Regions from separate parts of the Ostrinia nubilalis genome. Here region 1 is linked to region 2. The links are chromatin contacts, called in public Hi-C maps. All regions are on one chromosome and are shown on one strand. The core of a region is the stretch at or near the end of the contact, and the rest is flanking DNA. Distances in the headings are between cores, read along the strand shown.

Region 1 (4,256 bases), core at 1,068-3,567, 780 kb after region 2:
CCGAATATAATCTTGAACTGTTTTGAATTCTTTTTCAGCTTCTTTGGCCATCAACAAATCATCAGGACGTAGCTTTAAAAAAAAGGAAAACAAATATAAATTTCTTTTTTTACCGATTACCTGTGAGCCACATCCATCACGATAACACGTGCGACAGCCGAGCTATTCAGAAAAGCTACGCGAATTTTGTGTGTAAAAATGTGTGTGGCCCAGGAGTTAAGTCAGGATATTTATTGATAACTGAACTGTACATACCCATGGGTAAATGTCATCAAGAGAGATGACACGATGTTGTAAAAGCAGTGCTATTACAGTCATAATCGGTGGTGGTTCCTTGTACGTATCCAGGACCTCCATATTGCCTAACTTAAACCCTAAAACTTCAGATATCACATGAGGATCTCCCATGTAGTTTTTAATCAATGGTATAAACAGATCCTCTAAATGTGGTCGAGCTTCAAATGATTCTAGTATAATATCTAGTACTCTGTTGGGGTCTAAATTGAAACATCCTGAAAGAAGTTATAAAATTATTAGTATATGAAGTTCATGCAGTAAAACAGAATGAGATAAGATTGACTAATTTTATTTACACACCTATAAGTGACTGAATGATTTCTAGTAAGGTTTTCCATTCTGTATCATCACTTATTTCTTGATTCAATTCAACAATTAATTTAGCATATCCTTCACTCTCTTCTCTAAACAGATTAAATTTACGTTGTTTATAGCTGAAAATAACAACATGAAAATTACAATTTTGTTCACATCTAATCTGAATTTTAACTGTGCTTAGTGCAAGTTTGCAGTGAACATTGTTGGTAGCGAGTGCTTATAAAAATCTATGAAGATTTTAGTTCCTTAAAGTATCTGCTCTGCTAGGGACGCTGAACATTCTGTCATTATTTTATGCAGTCTCTAGTTATGACGTTTGGTGTAAACTTGCACTAAACACTGATCTATTTTACTTACTACAACTTTGTCTTGATTTTAATGAATTTGGTATAAAAGTTTTTGTTCTTCAATGTACCAACATCTTGTAATGTGTCGATTTCTAATCTTTCCTTTAGTAATTTGTCAGACATAAAAGATTCGAGTTCTCTCACAACATAACAAAAATTTGTGCGTTCTTCACTCTGAACATCAGTGCATGTCTCAGCGTCTAATACACAGATTACATCTAACACAATTGATGGTATATCTGCATGCAATGCCTGTAAGAAATAATTAATAAATATTTAAGTAATTGTTGTTTATATGCCAACAAATTACTGTCAATAAAGTAACAATAAAGAATGGAATACTTACACAAATTTCCCGAAGAACTGCAAGCACTGCATCTCTCTTCAGGTTACCCCGAAGACCACAAAGCAGTAAGTCGTATACATTCTGGGATAAACCAGAAAGTTTTCCAGATTTGGTAAAAAGTGGACTTTTCTCTTCATCTTTGATAGATTGTGTCACATATTTAATACTAAAAAATATTATTATCAGTTAGCAGGGATGGTCGGAAATTAATATCCTGTTTTAAAAGACGATGATGTTAAATTAATGTTATAAGTTATTATGAAGGAATCACTAGATTCTAGATAGTTGCTTTGCTACATGCAAATCCTACTAATATTATAAATGTGAAGTTTGTATGGATGTCTGGATGTTAACATGTTTGTTACACTTTCCTGCAAAAACTACTGAACGGATTTTGATGAAACTTTACAGTATTGTTGTTTATGACCCAGAATAACATAGGCTATAATTTATGACGATCTGTGACTGTCTAAATTCTAAATATCGCGCGGGTGAAGCCGCGGGCAAAAGCTAGTAAACTTAATATTTTAGAATCGGATATCGTGTTACTGTAACGAATATCCGATTACTGAGTACATAAGGTAGGTAGGTACTCAGTAGTCTGGTAATTATGATATAAGTAAGTTGGAATAAATGTGATTAACAATAAGTCAATCCATTAGCTTGATGAGAGTTACAATAAAATTGGTGATGTTGTAAAAAAAACTTAAGTCTCTGACCAGTTATGCTCATACAAGCTTATTAGGGTAACAATTGATTAAAGTAATTCAATATTCAATGGATTATTATGGTTCAACATGTGGTATTTACCTACAAGATAAAAAAATATATTTTCAAAATCAAGCAAACAAGATTTCGTGTACTTACAATTGATCTTTTCCTGATTTTTCCCAATTTTTACAATATTCCGCTACAAACTTAGCAAATGATCCCATAATTTGAGAGCTTGATAAATTTTAAATGAAAATAAAACCGCAGCAGGATAACTCACGCTGCAGCCATTTCTGTCATTGAATGAATGAATGAAAGAATGAATGATTGAATTCTGCATAAAAATGATAGACAGTAATACCAACATAACCAAAATTACAATCGGGCTATTGACTATCTTTTTTATTAGTTGTCAACTATTTATAAGCCAAGTATTTTTTTTATCTGCAAGATAGATTTACCATACGAACGTTAAAATAATCTTGTCAAAGTGACAGCGAATATCTAAACAATTTCATAACCTCAAATCCTTATTTTCTTTAGTTAGTTATTCATTTTGTTAGCAGAACAAATTCAACTTCTATCACTGTTGAATTGAAAAGTGATTAAAAACTTTCCAATATAATCCTACAAGAATGCCTGCATACGAGTTTGCTATTATGTTTCGGGCAATGCCGAAGTCGGAACTGAAGACTGTTCTCAAAAGGGTTTCTCACGCTATTTTTGACCGTGGTGGAATCATAAAGAATATAGAGAACTTAGGTTTCAAGCCAATGCCTTACAAAACCAGTTCTCATGGATTAGTACATCGTGAAGCAAATTATTTTGTGTTTAAAGTAGATACGGCCACTCAAGCTGTTGCTGACCTGAAGGAGGAATACAGTCGTGATGTTGATATTATTCGTCAGAGAGTTTATAAGGCACCAAACGATTCAGAAACCTCTCCTTGTACATTGGAAGAAGAACTACTTCCTCCAGCTTACCGTGAAGATGTCCAAAAGATGATCAAAATAGGAAAAACTCAAGTCAATCGCTTCACCCACAAGTTTAAATACAATTCTGGTTTGGACTACTATCCATTCCAGAAATAACCTTATTCAGTATGTCAAATTGTACAGTAGTTTAATTAGTTATAGTTATCTTATTTGCAATAAATGAAAGATGCAAATATGTTTTTTATTTAATTAAATGCATGGTAACTTGGCCTACTAGATGTAATGACACAATTTTTATTTTTATGTTCATCAAAATTATTCTTGTAAATACTATGGGATCTTTCTTAAAAACAGCCAATATTTTCTCATGTTGTAAACCATATTTACATGGTACATATTGTATTAATATGAATGTTATTTTAAATTCATTCAGGAGGCATTCTAATTGCAAATTTAAATATAGCCCTGAAGTGGAAGCTGCCATCAACAAACAAATTCAAAGTGAACAAAATGCAGCATTTAGCTATCTGAATATGGCTACCATCTTTCTTCACCCAACTATTTCATATCCTGGTGTTGGTGGATTTTTTATGAAAATGTATGAAGAAGAGCTACATCATATGAAAATTCTTATCAACTATCAAATAATCCGTGGAGGTATCCCCATTTTAAATTTTGGAGCAGTGGACCCAGTTGATCCAAATATGACACTGGTTGAAGCTTTCAATTTAGCTCTTGAAAAAGAGAAGAAAGTAACTGAGGTAAGTAATCACTTGTATTTAGTTTCAGTAGTTTGTTATGATAATGTTACACAAGTTCATATTCTATTGTTGTTGATAGGAATTGAAAAATATAGTAAACACTGCTGAAGCATCAGAAGATTATCAATCTGTGGAACTTATCACATCAAAGTTTCTGCTCGAGCAGGCATATGCTATGAATGATCTGTCTCATTATATCACAAAGCTGAAAAGACTCTGTGATGATAAAGATGCACTCTACCAGTTTGATTTAAAACTCGGCCAGCTGTACCCTTATTCATTAAAAATCTGATTCTTGAAGTTGGGAACATAAGAAAATCATATTAATTTTTTAAGACTTTTATTGTTGAATACAGTATGTACACTGATTTCTTAGTTAGAATTCATTTGTTCATTGGAAAATATTTGCCTAATTTGCTTTAGTCTACAGTTCAGCAATGCATCATAAAGAATATTTTTATTGTTATGAAAATCTTTGCTATGCAGTGATAACTCATGCCAATCAGCATACCATCGATGTATAGTTTCTGAAAAAGAAATG
Region 2 (4,564 bases), core at 1,887-4,386:
GGGTGAAGCCGCGGGCAATACTACATATTTCATACTAGCTTTTTGCCCGCGACTTCTTCTGCAATGAAGTGGAAAATGGTTCTAATAGAATTAAAATATTCTAAGAAAATTAATTTTGTTAAATAATTATATTTTTTGATATAAAATCTACAAATTATTATGTTTAAATATTTGAATACTTACAAAATTATGAGATCTTTCTAAAACAAAATTAAAACACTACACCTGCCGCAGATTTCTTTGTAAACAATGTTTTTTTGTTTTTCCTTCAGTTGCTAAAATCACCAGGCTATTGTGTGCGCATACTCTGGAGTATTCCACATACAACTGGTCGTCGGAGAAGCATAGATTTCCATTAAGTCTACTCCCGCTACCATATGGAACTCCGCTAAAACTTGTGAAGGCGTCAACACTTGCTTTTGTATCGAAAATTAGTATTAGCTGCTACGCACGCGGTTGCCCGTTGCAGGCTCTATGCAACCACACTATTTTAAACCGTGGTCCCTAAGCATGAGATGGAAAACTGCACTCTCTTTAATTCTCTTGAATTTGATGGTGTTAGGGGAATCCTAGGAATGAATACAGACTTTCCAATGGAATCTCCTCATCAATATTGCGAAATTGCGAGTTGCAATGCAATGTTACGTTTTCACTTGTTATTTTATTGTAATCTGACCTTGATTTTTCAAACACGTGTCAAAATAAAAAAAATAATTTAAATCAAAAGTACTAAGGAATATTTCATTGATATCAACTTAGAAACTAGCACAGATCACAGAAACTAAAGGGAAATGTGACAAGGGACAAATTGGAACATATTGCTTGTGAAAGCAATGATGACAGTAGCGACGTCATTATGTAAACAGTTTATATTGCTTGCATAGTACCACAGTATATATATGATTTATCTACTGTGATAGTACTAAGATTATTCGAACGTTGAATACTGATACCGCAGTGGATAATGAGCACATAATTTGATTTCTTTGTGTGTGTGAATTTCTAATACGACACTGAGTTTCGAACTCAGCGCATTACTTAGCATCTCTCTATATTTCTATGGAACCAAGTTATCTCCAAAATAACATTCCACACCTTTTTAACCTAGTCAGGTCATCTATCAATAGGATATAAAATATATATTTTTTAGAAGTTAATAAATTATGCATAAAATATAAACACTTTAGAAGTTTAGTTAAATCGTAAAATTTCTGAAAAACAAGTAGGCACTAAAATCGTACTGAAAAAAAAAGTATTAATATGTTATCTAATTTATTTATTAAACGTCGAATTTTATCAAAGATTTTGGACTAAAGTTTTTGAAAATATTTTACTCTTTTATTAGTATAGATTTAACAACAAAGCTTCCCTCTCGAAACAAAACGCTTCTTTTTCTTCTTCACGAAACAAAACTCAAAGCGGATAAATAAATAAACAAATCTTTGGACAATTTCACAGCGCCATCTAGTCCAAAAGTAGGCAACCAATATGCTTGTGTTAAGGGTGCTAGCATAATGGATATACTTTTTTATAATTTATTTATTAAATTAAATACATGGTACCTACATATTATACATAGTTACACCCAGATCCGTCAAAGAAATTAAAATTCATCATTTCAATTTCTGCTCGGCCGGCCGACTCGAAACAGCCTCTCGGCATAGTATCAAATGTATTTGGTCGCCGTACAAATCACCGCTTTACGACACGAACGCACGTAAACGTCACGGCGGGAAAAATGACACAGGTCCTGCCTTGACGGGCGCTCGCGCCATACTAATCGATGTCGGCTTGCGCATTGTAATTTATACTGATATTCACATCAATATTTTGACAAAGTGGTTTCTAATATTTAAACAATGACTGTAGAAACCAATTCTACAATGAATATTCTTTATTTGGGGATACTTTTATTGCAGTTATTGCTGTGTTTTTAAACCAAAAACCACGATCAAAATGTGACGTTAATCTTCAAATTTGCCAAATTATTTTTAGATTTTACTCAATAATGGTAATGAAATTCAAGAATCTATTTCATTAATGGACTACAAGAATATATGTCCGATGATTACTATATATTTTTAAGCTTATTATATGAGCATAAATAATAGATACAGGACTTTGAAAATGAGTCTGCGGCAATTTTTCCGTAAAATGGTTGTGGGAGATGGGGCACTGTGAATTAAGCAAAAGAGTTTTAGTAAATCCGTTTCATTAATGGTCAACACCAAGGATTGACCTATCTTTCGCAGTTATTAAATAATCTCTGGGTGTTGTTAAGATAGTAATTCATGCTTCCAAAATCTTAGTAATTCGCACGAAAATGTAAAATGGCTCTTAAGGTATGTGAATGAATAAATGAATAAAAAAAGGATGGCTAGACAGGAATAAAAGAGTAGGTATAACGTTTGACTGGATTCTAGGGAAAATATAAATTGGATTTATGTGTACCATACTTACCTATTAACCAAAAACAGCAGTAGGTAGGGCTGGGCTGTTTTATATAACAATTTGTCTGACATTTACATAACTCAACATTGAGGAATATTGGATAAATTCCCAAGGTGCACCTATTAATTAATAAAGATTATTATACTGGAATGCACTAGCTGCTAGTGCTAGTGACTAGCAGATTTTAATCAGGTACCTTACCTACCCACCGGCGTTTCAGTTGCAGCAAAAAAGTATTTAATGTACCATGGACACTCACTATACCCGCTCAACACATAAATATACTTTTATAAAATATAAGAATTTGATGGTATCAAGGTTATCCGCACCGGTTTTTGTTTGAAATACAAAGTAAGGTACCTACTTGTTCTTACGTACCAAGTGTCTCGTCCGACATTACAAGCTTCAGAAATCATGCATATAATTCGATTATAGGATGCTTCTTTAACAGTTTATGTTTTGCCGCAACAATATATCAAAGTGGCACCAATTTAAACACAAAAAGTTAACATAATATATTATAGGTACTTACGTACAACAAACGCAATGCAGCATGCAGACAATGGCGAAGGTCGATAGTCCATTTTCTTTTTTTTATCGTAAAATGTGTGATATTTATTCATAAAATTAAAACTAAGAGAAGATTATTTCAATTAGAATGATTTACTAACCTTTAACAGCTATAAATGCAGAAAAAGCAGCTAATTATTCGCGCAGAATGTTCTACCACGCCGTAACTATGACAATATTCATCACTATGTAAATAAATAAAAAATGAGCATCTAGTCTCAACAGTTTTTTTTAAATAAAAATGGTTTCTTCGATGAATTAAATTAATATTTTGTCACGTTCTCATTTTAAAAAGACGAATACATTCACGGTGTATTGATTTTCTGCGTTCGTTATTGCGACACTCAGAGTTACCAGTAAAAAAAAATAGAATCTACTAATAAACCTACCAATTATAGCCTGACCAGGAACATAAAAACCCTCGCCATGTTGCGGAAAACTAATGGTACTAATTTCTTTTAATGGCAACAGTAACTGAAAACTTCATTGACATGTCACCTTGCATGTCAGTCTATTGCTGTCAAAGTGTAAACAAACTTTATTTTAAATGTGCGCAATTGATTTTGTGAATTAAATTGCTAAAATCTTTTTATAGTCGTGAAAGAAAAGTGGTTCACAATGTGTTAAAGTATTTGTCGAAGAGAAATACTAAGGATTCGGACAATATTTTCATCGAATAATGTTTCCGACAAAGGTTGTCAAATTGACTGACATGTTTATCGTATAGTACAGTCCACTATGAAAATTAGCTGTGGTTTGTTTTAACTACCAATTTTAAAAATTTTTGTCACTTTCTAAGTGTTGAATTTTATGGAATTGGGAAAGAAGTACCGAGTTTGAAGCGTTCATGAGCAGACATTGCAGTTGAATATTCAAGTTCTGAATTTGATTATTGATGAATAATAAAATAAATCCTACTAGCTCGATTGATGGTTTCATTTAATTTATTTAAACCAGGTTACCTTAATAATATTTTTTCGTTAATTTATGAAAATATCAAATTAGCCCGTAATCCTGAATCCTGATACATAAAGTTAGCCTATTAATTTAACACAGGTACGACTGTACTCAGTGTTGCACTATCAAATGCAATTGACGCGCCTCTATGCCAGGGTTTTTATGTTCCTGGTCAGGCTATAAATCTTTTATGGCCCATTTTTATGGCCAGTTCATGACCATTTTTATACAGCTAAACTAAACAGTACAACTTGATTATTTTCACATTTATGTCGATTATTTTATTACATTGAAAATTAAGTTTCTATATCTTGTTTGACGTGATTGAATCTTTTTTTTAAATCTTTTAAGTGAATTTATCTGAAAAGGTGTATATCACTCGTTGTTCAAAGATAATTTTTAATATAAAATTATACAATAAGCCTACTCTCTTGACTTTTAAAATTCAGGTGACAGTCGTTAAAATAAGGAAATTAGTGAAGATAGATTTGACATTTTACAAGAAAATTCTTTTTGTTGATCAAATTGTGGCCGAATTTCACAAATTGGATTATTTGAATGTGGCGTGCGATTTTGTTATCTAATT

The links. A called contact is a pair of places that touch in the nucleus more often than the background predicts.
Region 1: a contact with region 2 is called in a Hi-C map of whole body, with 4 times the contacts expected there. The contact joins the promoter of LOC135073224 here to the promoter of LOC135073208 in region 2. A contact is called at or near these places in 2 of 5 Hi-C or Micro-C datasets (both in whole body).

Annotation. Positions count from the first base shown.
Region 1 is chr7:9,237,781-9,242,036 of ilOstNubi1.1, forward strand. It overlaps LOC135073224 (THO complex subunit 2), which reads right to left and starts at 2,318. Exons shown (of 29, transcript XM_063967322.1): 1 at 2,176-2,318; 2 at 1,309-1,474; 3 at 973-1,214; 4 at 598-731; 5 at 256-512; 6 at 1-72. The coding sequence starts at 2,243. LOC135073227 (small ribosomal subunit protein bS6m) reads left to right here and starts at 2,490. Exons shown (of 1, transcript XM_063967325.1): 1 at 2,490-3,187. The coding sequence starts at 2,655. The coding sequence ends at 3,110. LOC135073226 (Bardet-Biedl syndrome 7 protein homolog) reads right to left here. Exons shown (of 15, transcript XM_063967324.1): 15 at 4,044-4,242. The coding sequence ends at 4,088.
Region 2 is chr7:8,454,098-8,458,661 of ilOstNubi1.1, forward strand. It overlaps LOC135073208 (brain tumor protein-like), which reads right to left and starts at 3,137. Exons shown (of 9, transcript XM_063967297.1): 1 at 3,123-3,137. It overlaps LOC135073594 (signal recognition particle 9 kDa protein), which reads left to right and starts at 4,453. Exons shown (of 3, transcript XM_063967758.1): 1 at 4,453-4,564.